2 separate regions of the Muntiacus reevesi genome follow, and region 1 is linked to region 2. The links are chromatin contacts, called in public Hi-C maps. All regions are on one chromosome and are shown on one strand. Each heading gives the region's core, a stretch centred on a gene start, on an enhancer-like site or on the middle of the called end of the contact. The rest is flanking DNA. Distances are from core to core; before and after follow the strand shown.

Evidence for each region. Hi-C and Micro-C count contacts between places; a contact is called where the count stands out from the background.
Region 1: a contact with region 2 is called in a Hi-C map of blood, with 5 times the contacts expected there. The contact joins the promoter of AMMECR1L here to the promoter of IWS1 in region 2. A contact is called at or near these places in 2 of 3 Hi-C or Micro-C datasets (blood and muscle).

What each region holds. Positions count from the first base shown.
Region 1 is chr3:264,510,556-264,515,271 of mMunRee1.1, forward strand. AMMECR1L (AMMECR1 like) reads right to left here and starts at 1,695. Exons shown (of 8, transcript XM_065931984.1): 1 at 1,430-1,695.
Region 2 is chr3:264,115,048-264,120,155 of mMunRee1.1, forward strand. IWS1 (interacts with SUPT6H, CTD assembly factor 1) reads right to left here and starts at 2,340. Exons shown (of 15, transcript XM_065931964.1): 1 at 1,924-2,340. The coding sequence starts at 1,957.

The DNA.
Region 1 (4,716 bases), core at 445-2,944, 390 kb after region 2:
CTAGGAAGAAAAAAAAAAAGCTAAGGAACAGGCTTTCCTTAATTCAAAATATTTCAAAATCTAAATATAAGGTGGCAAGGGCAGCCCCCTGCACTAAATCACCTCATTCCTGGCCTCAACACCAAGAAGGGAGGACAAGGAAGATTAAAGGTTTTATTGAACCTGAACATGAAACACACATTAAAACTTCCTCCCCTCACCACTAATTTAGATCAAAAGTTGCTCTCAGGCCAAGATACACCATCTCAAGGCTCTCTACTGGTTTCAGACTACAAACAAGATTCCCAAATCCTCTGCAAATGTGGTGCGGAAGGATTACTGGACCGCATGTCAGAGTCCCGAGGACAGGCCATCTTGTTATCCCAGTTGGAGATAACTGTCCGTAACAGTCCGTCATCATTACTCTTAGGCTGGCATGAATCTCTTCATAATCTCTTCATCAACTCTCCCCACCCCCCAGTAGTAGATATCTGAGTTATTCCCAAAGATGTAAACAGGAGACTCCAGGCCCCACCCACTCTATCCAAGGAGAGGGCAGTGAAAGAGGATAGGCCCAGAGGGATAAGGGTGAGAGAGTGTGGCAAAGTGAGGAGTTCAGATCAGGACAGGGAACGGAGGAGGGCAAGTAATGAAGGGCAAAATCCACAGCCTGGGAAGGAGGGAGGAATAAAACCCACTGAGTATCAGGTGGAGAGTTGATGGAAATAGGTGCTTTGGGTGGATAAGGAAGGACAGAATCAAAGTGGGGTTTAAAAAAAAAAAAGATTAATGAAAGGCGAGTGCGTGCGTGTTGAAGAGTTTAGCAAGCAAAGGGCGAGATACAGGGGGGAGAGAAGAGATCGGAGCGGGGAGGGGCGAAGCGGGCAGAGAGAAAGGTAAAAGGTAAGAAAAAGGTGATGGTAAGAAAAAGGCGCGGGGCGCCAGGAGGATTCGGGAGACGACCCAGCGACGGGTAGGGCAGCTAAGGCCGAGCCGCGGGGGTGGAATCCAGACGCCAGGCGGGGGAGGGGGCGACGGGACGGGGGGCGAGGGCCGCCAGGAGGCGCCGGAGACCACCAAACTTTATACGACCCGAGACTGTTTCCAGGAGGGAGTGTAGAAAGAGTGGGAGCCTCGCCTGGCCTCGCCCGGCCTCTCCGCGCGGCCCGGGGCAGGGGTGTCCGCCCACCCCCTCCCCAGCGCGTCCCCCGACCCTCCTGCCCCCGGTAGGCACACGCGGCCCGCAGGCCCAGCCTGCCGCCTCCCTACCCGGCCGCTCAGAAGCCCCTCCCCCACGCTGCCCCGGGACCCTCGCCCCGAACCTGGGGGACCCGCTCCCCAGCCCCTCCAGTCGCCGCGGAGTGAGGAGGCCCGGAGGGCACGGCGGCAGATCGTGAGAGGGCGGCCCGGCGGGGCGGGAAGAGGGCGCGGCGCGGACCGAGTTTCCCACCTTTTCTCCTGGCCCAGACGTAGCCGGGGCAGACGGGACCTCTCGCGCTCTGCCTCCTCCTCCTGCTTCATGGAGCCATGCGCCTGGGTGGGGGCTCCCGAGAGAAGCGGGCCGCGGGCGGGCCGGACGCGCGGCGCGGACGGGGCGGGGCCAAGAAGGCCGGCAGGGGGCGGGCGGAGGAGGAAGCGGCGGGGCGGCGGTGGCGGCAGGGAAGAACTGCTAGAGGTATTCCCCGGGCAGCTGGAGGACTGAGCCGAGTCGGGACCCGAGTCTTCCGGTATCCCAGCAGCCACCGGAGGCAGTGAGGTAATGGAGGAAGAATGTAGGGAGTCCTCCAGTGGACCACACGCCCTCTAGCGAGGCGCCAAAACCATAGAGATTAGGGGGCCGCCGGAGCACCGCCCCGCTACTGTCACGTGGCCTAACTCTGCGTACTTTATTGGCTGGCGCCGACTCTACTGGGTTGAGTTTAGGAGACTGCTTCCTATTCTTGTGGCGAAATCTCAGGCAGTTGGAATAAAGAGGGGAGGACAGTGAGGCGCGAGAGGAGGTTTGCAGGCTGCTTCCCCCCCAGGTCGTTGAGCGGGCCGAGAGGTGCGCTGGGCTGTCTGGCCGGCCGGCGCAGAGCACGCCGGATCCCCTTGGCTTCTGCGAGCGAGTGCAGAGCGCGCCGGGAGTTGTAGTGCGGCCGGCTGGGCGGCGTTGTCCGCCGCGACGAGGCCTGAGTGCCAGCTGGGTATGCCAGCCCGGGTGCCCGGGCCTCGCAGCTCCGCCCTCTCCCGCGTTAGAACCCAAGCGCCGTGGCGCGCGTCGCTTCCCCCGACCGAGCCGCAGCCTTAGAAAGCAGCCAGAAAGGGGCAGCTCAGACCAGCCTTAAATGAAGCCGACCCCCTGGCTCTGGGCAGATCCGCGGGAGAGATGTTTCAGGCTCTGGGCCAGTCTCCTCATGGACGAGAAAGAGCAAACCAAACCCGGGTGGTGCCAACAGCCCATCTCTGTCTTGACCCTCTGCGTCCCAGTCTGGAGACCACGCAGGTGGAATTGCCCACAGTACAGGCTTAATTCAGTAGGTCGACTAAGCACATTCCTCAGTACTGGCAGGGCAGGGGCCTCAAAAAGAGCACTACAAAAACCAGCTTTTTAAAATTAGGAGTAGATAGTTGTAATTTCAAATATTTGCTATTTCATATGATGACTTAGCACTCATTTTAATTCCAGATGGAGTTGCACTAAAAGTCTTATTTCTGCCTTGCTCCCTCACCTTAACCAAATAGTTCAGGCTCTGCAGCAAAAGCATGCTCTGTTTCAAAGCATTTCCAGTCTTGCCAAAAACACAGTCAAGCCCACAGTTTTGTTTATGCACAAAGGAATCCTAACGTGTTTGTCCTCAAGGAGCAAAGACAAGTATCTAGTAAAATATGCAAATCATATCTTAACAGTGAAGCTTTCCAGCAAAAACCTTCTGCTCTGGAATGCATAATGTACTAAAGCATAATAAGATCTACTACTACAGACTTTTAGCTTAATTACCTGTACGCAGCAAAAACCGAGGAAACGGAGTGATTGGTGCCTCTCAGACCTGGAACTCTCAGAAAACCTGGCAAAGCGCAGCAGTGGGAAGAAGAGACGATGATGCCTTGCAGAACAGGAGGTCGATTTTTTTTTAAGCCATCTATAGCAGTTTTCATAATTCCTGTCAGTTTTGACGCGCTTATCTGTTGTTGAGGCCCACGTTGGCCAGTTTCTAACCTCTTGTCAGACTGAAAAACTCCAAATTAAATAATCCCATGGTCTAGAGCCAAAAGCAGGAGGCAGCAAGCCAGAGATCGTTTGTTTGTTTCTGAAGAAGATCAGATATTGACTTTAAATAATTGCAGTAAGTTTTACATAGTGAAGGTCTTTCCAGCTGAAAGTTTTAAAACATGGCATCTGGAAAAGGGCCTCAGTCTATTGCTCCCAGGGTGGTACTATGTTATCATTGAGCAATCCACAGATAGGGAAGTTATTGCTCCCTGGTTATGAAGCTGCCAGGAGGTAAATGATGGAACCAGGTTGAATTTGAAACACTCTCAAATTAAAAAACAACAACAAAAAAAAAAAACCTTGCCTTGAGCTGTGAAAAGGCTTTTACTGAGAAGTAGGACCCATATATTGTTGCTGTTGTTTACTGAGGCCTAAAGGCAAAGGGTTAGGACTTTTTAAAAAGTCACTTTGGGGTCACTTCATATCAGCAAGCAACAGTCTGAACTGGTGCAAAAAATAAACAGTGAAATTAGGATTAGGAATGAGGAAGAAACGAGAGCAATTTACGCCATAAATGTAGAAGGGCCTGTGTCTTACTGTCTCACTTCTTGCACATGATTCAGAAACCTGGTACATAGTAGGCATACAATAATTATTTGTAGCCTGAATGATTAAGTGAAGAAGAAAGCCAGAAAGCAGTGGGAAAGTAATTTATTAGTAGTTGGGAAAGGGGAAACTACAGGAGAGCTAAGTGTCTCAAGCACTATGCATGGTCCTGAAATGTCACCCTAATCTGTACCACTCTATCAAAATACCCTCAGATCAAATCGTCTGTCTCCCTGTCTTTCCATTATTCTGACCTTGAATGGTTAAGAATAAATGGTAATGTAAGAGATTAGATCTTAATTGTTTCCACCACAAAAAAAGAAATGATCATTAGGTCACATGATAGAGATATTAGGTAACTCTCCTGGTGGTAATCATAGTACAGTTTAAATGTGTCAAACCAACACATTGTGTACCTTAAACTTTTGTTAATACAATGTTATATGTCAATTATATCTCAGTATTTTAAAAAGTATGTTATAGGTCAATTATATCTCAATTTCTAAAATAATGAATAAGAGAGAATGGAGGGACTTCCCTGGTAGTACAGTGGATAAGAGTCCGCCTACCAGTACAGGGGACACCGGATCGATCCCTGGTCTGGAGGGAGGATCCCACATGCCCCTGAGCAACTAAAGCCCATGCACAGGTACTCTAGAGGCCAGGGGCCGCAACTACTGAAGCCCACATGCCCTAGAGTCTGTGCTCTGCAACAAGAGAAGCCATGCAGAGAAGCCTGTGCACCGCAACAAAGAGTAGCGGTGCAAGTAGAGAAAGCCTTCACATAGCAACGAAGACATGTACAGCCAAAAAAAATTTAAAAACTAAATAAATAATTTGAAAAAGAGAGAATGGCATCAGACTTCATGGTTTCAAATTCTAGTCCTGCTATGAAGACCTGTGACCTAGGGCAAGTTAGACTGTTAGTGATTTCATTT
Region 2 (5,108 bases), core at 1,090-3,589:
AGTATATACTACTATACTATTATAAAAAAAATTGCTACCTATCTTTAACCAATACTTTAAAAATACAAAGAAAAATTGTACTGAGAGGAATTTAGAGCTGTTGGAGGATACAGGAAGTCTTGGTTAAAAGTTTAATAAAAACAAAATTTAAAATATGAACCAGCTAACTACAGGGAAACCAAAAAACAAAAAAAGTTTAAGAATGAAATCACTATCATACTAGTGAACTATTCTACTCAGCTAAGGAGTATTGAATATACATATATTTAACCTTTTTATTATATGGTATATTAAAAAGCAGAGACATTATTTTGCCAACAAAGATCCATCTGGTCAAGGCTATGGTTTTTCCACTGGTCATGTATGGATGTGAGAGTCGGACTGTGAAGAAAGCTGAGTGCCAAAAAATTGATGCTTTTGAACTGTGGTGTTGGAGAAGACTCTTGAGAGTCCCTTGAACTGCAAGGAGATTCAACCAGTCCATCCTAAAGGAGATCAGTCCTGGGTGTTCACTGGAAGGACTGATGCTGAAGCTGAAACTCCAATACTTTGACCACCTCATGCGAAGAGTTGACTCATTGGAAAAGACCCTGATGTTGGGAGGGATTGGGGGCAGGAGGAGAAGGGGACGACAGAGGATGAGGTGGTTGGATGGCATCACGGACTCAAGGGACATGAGTTTGAGTAAACTCCAGGAGTTGGTGACGGACAGGGAGGCCTGGCGTGCTACGATTCATGGGGTCGCAAAGAGTCGGACACGACTGAACAACTTAACTGAATAAAAAAAAATTTGAAGTATAAAGAAAAGTTATGCTTCAACGGTCAGAATTGGGGTAAGGAGGGTCAGAAGAGGTTAAAACCCTGTCCTAGCATAATAGGAAATAATTACAGAATGCCTAAAAATGATGCAACAAGATAGCATAAGTTAGGAATACAGGGATAAACATCAAAAAAACGCTAAAAAAAAAAGTCAGGAAATTGCTAACTTTTCATGTCTTTCAGCATATTAAATTTAAAAACACAAATGAACTGACAACTATTTTGAAAACATGAGGAAAACGTTTAAAGCGAAACAGCAGAATATGTTTGGAAACGTGTTTGCAGTCACTGCTATTCGTCGTCATATATTAGAATCTATGTGAACGCAAAACAGAAAAGAAGGTAGTTATGCTTAGAAATTTATTTAAGCACTTCTGACAGACAATACTCACTGGAACTAGAACACAATAGGAAAGCAAAAGTAATGTTTTTATTCCCCATGAGGTTCTGCCTTATTCGTTTTGGGTTCCCCAGTGCCCAGCACTGCGTTAACAGAGTGGGGCCGCGTGTTTATAAACAGAAAAAGAAAGAACTTAAGGGAGGAGAAAGGGGAAAGATCTCAAGTTGAAGGAAAGGCACAAAAATCACTAGTAAGCCCCAGAGGTACACACCTTATTCTAAAATACGTATACAACTCAACTCCGATGTTTTCTTTAATGGGAGAAACTAGTTTGCAGGCGTAGTCAAACCAGTTTCAACTCCAAGTGAAAAGTCTAGGTAAGATCATGCACCCCCACTGAACAGCTAGCTCCCCGGGATTCTCGAAAATCACTCTCAACTGCTCAAACAAATTCCCTATCAAGAGAGGCCATTCCTAATACTTTGCACACAGTAAGCATTTGATATATACAAGGGGCTCCCAGTTCAGCAACATCCTTCGCCGATCTGAAAGACGGCTTTCCGTCCAGAATTCCCTCTCCAAGGTTCTAACTTCTGGGTCCGCAGCCGGGCTGCCAGCTCTCCCCGCTACGCCTCAGTCAACATCAGACTGAGTCCCGGGAGAGGTTTCTGGGGCTTCCTTCTCTTCCCCGCGGGAGTGCGTGGCCAAGCCCGATCGAGAAACCGCACCGCCCCCCAGCCCTGTCCCCTACGTCCCTGCCTCACCTGACTGGTCGCCGCTGTAATACTCCGAGTCCATCGCAGGCGGCTCTAGGCGGGGAGTGTCTGGGCCCCGCGCCGCCCCCGTCACTTCCTTGCCGGCGCTGTGACCACCGATAGCGCGGCCCGGGGCTCAGAGGCTCCCGCCCAACTGGAGCTTTGGGAGACTGCGGAGAGTAAGGCAGCAACGGCGGCAGACGCGCACACTTGGACCTACAAACGCCTGCAGAAAAGGCCGTACCCTGCTGGCGACCAAAGCGCGCGGGTCAGTGAGCTACTTCCCAGAAGCACCTCTGGGCCAAAATGGCGTCTGCCCCCACCCTCAAAAGAATGCAGTGCGCAGGCGCTGTCACATGACATCTGGCCAATGAGAAGACTCAACGGTATGACACACGGCATTGGCCGGAAAGGAAACTTGTGGGGAAATTGAGCGGGAGCCCCGACTGCAATTACAATCTTCTTGGAGGAATCTGGTCTGTTCCCCATGGAGATGAGTGTTACTTTATGGGTTCTCCGCCCGTGCTTTGTTTGAGTACCATCTGGAGTATTGTTCCGAAAAATGAAGACTCGCTAAAATTAAATTTTCCATCATACGGAAATTAACTATCGTTCCCATCAAGCAGCGACGCGCTTGATTCCCGCCCTTAGGACGGGAAGTGGCGCGTTTTCTTCTGGGACTTGTAGTTCGAAGCCTAGCGAGCTATGATGTGTTACTAAGTGACCTGATCAAAAGAGCCTCTTTTCAAGGCATTTTTCGTCCTTTCTTTTTAAAAAGTTACGACTTAATTTCCATCTTAAGAAACCATTTGGTTTACAATAGGAAGTACAGGTTTTTGCTTCCAGGAGGGTTCCCGGATGAAATCTTGCTGAAGTGAAACTGTTGAACTTCCCTTGAGCCCTACATGCTTGTGAGAAACAACAATGGTTGAGAAACTAGCATGTCAGAACGCGGACTTTAAAGAACCATCCCTCTTCCTATCTCTCAAGTAAAGGTTATTCTCCGCTCTTTTTCGTGAGACCTGTAAGACTTAGAGATGACCGCCTAGTTTACCCATGACAAGGCAGAAGACCTTTCCCCTTCCTTCTGAACCTGCTCAGATCTTGCAACTTTCTGTTCCTGACTTTGCCCCTCTAAAACTAGTGCTATGCTGTGCTTAGTCGCTCAGTCGTGTCTGACTCTTTGAGACTCCAGGCTCCCCTGTCCATGGGGATTCTCCAGACAAGAATACTGGAATGGGTTGCCATGCCCTCCTCTAGGGGATCTTCCCAGCCCAGGGATGGAACCCAGGTGTGCTAGCAGATTCTTTACCGTCTGAACCACCAGGGAAGCCCAAGAATACTAGAGTGGGTAGCCTATCCCTTCTCTAGGGGAACTTCATGACCCAGGAATTGAACAGAAGTCTCCTGCATTGCATGCAGATTTTTTTCCAGCTGAGCTACCAGGGAAGTCCCCAAATAACTAGATGCTGGAATAAACATTTTTCTGTTCTCGTTACTGTTTGAAACTTCTGACTGCAAATCAATCACAACTATAAAGCATCACACATTCCTTCCTAGGAAAGTCTCAGACAACCCCATGTCCCCTGTACTAGATACCCTGATCTTCATATCTGGTGTACTCTTCCTATTGCAATACCCTGACTAAAGTCGATTTTCTTGCTTTTTTTTGTCTTAAATGGAAAAGACAATATTACTGCCTTTAGATTGGAGGAAGTATAGGAAATATTCCCTAGGAGGTGTAGCCTTGCAGAAATAGGGCCTTTCGTTAGTTGGCAAAGCATACATCTTGGACTGGATTTCTAGGCATACCTAGCCTGCTATAAGGACCCATGCGGTGCCCTGAAAAGTCCACATTCTACCTTGGAGTTCAGATTTATGAATTTTATGATGTTAGCTATGTTATGCAGACAAGGCAATGGCAACTCACTCCAGTACTCTTGCCTGGAAAATTCCATGGATGGAGGAACCTGGGAGCAGTCCATGGAGTCGCTACAAGTTGGACACGACTGAGCAACTTCTCTTTCACTTCTCACTTTCATGCATTGGAGAAGGAAATGGCAACCCACTCCAGTGTTCTTGCCTGGAGAATCCCAGGGACAGAGGAGCCTGGTGGGCTGCCATCTATGGGCACAGAGTTGGACACGACTGAAGTGACTTAGCAGCAGCAGCAGCAGCTATGCTATGAATTCTCAGAATGTCATTAGTGAAACCACATCCCAGCTTTGATAATCCTGGAACCATTGTTAACCAGTCAGATTACTTTGCAGAACCCAGTTCTAGGCTACAGAAAAGGACATGGAAAGGAAGAGAGAGGGATGGTTTCTCTAGAAATTACCGTTTTCTTGCAAGAAAATTCATAGGCAGTCTTTCCCCTGTACATACAGTGGAAAATAGCTTTGAAGTCCCAGTATACCCCTTCAGCTGTAGGAATGACATCTTCTTAAGCTATTGTGAGAATTATAATAGCAAGGAATTAACAGTGCCTGGAACTAAAGGTAGAAAATTTAAAAATTCATTTCCTTCCATTTAGTAGAAAAGGGCCCAGGATCCACCTTTCTTCCAAAGAGATCAACCTCTCTTCTAAGAGGTTGTACCTGTGTAATAAGGTGAGTGAATAGGGTAGAAATCCAAGAAGAGAACCCACTGCAAATCCTGTCAATAAAGATCTTGTAGTTTCACCAACGTATACAACCAACAGCTATGAAAGTAATTGGGCTAAGCAATGCAATTACAAAAGGATAATGACTGAATTTTAACATAAAAATTCTAACTGTCCTGATGGTTTAGAGAATGGAGAAGTAGAAGCAGACTTAACAGAGCATAATGTGCAGAGAGTCAGAAGGCTGTAAGGAAAGTGTCAGATCTATGTTTTATACTCAAGAAGCCATTAACTTAGTGGGACAGGACAGGCTTTTTGAAACAAACCTAAGAGTCTTAGTTAAAGCATTGTGCTTGCAAATGCAAACACAGCTCCAGGAGAGTTTTCCAGAGCCCCATTCCACCAGGTGGCTGTCTTTCAGAGCCTCCAAAGGACAGATCTTGGAGCAGAACAGATAGGCTTTCTGAGTCTTGGTTGCCTTGCATTTTGAAGACCACCATCTCTCTCCACTCCTCGTTCCAGTCCCAGCACAGCTGGTGGTAGAGAGGCCACTCAGCAGGGAGGCTGTTTTTTCTAAGTATACTAAAGATAG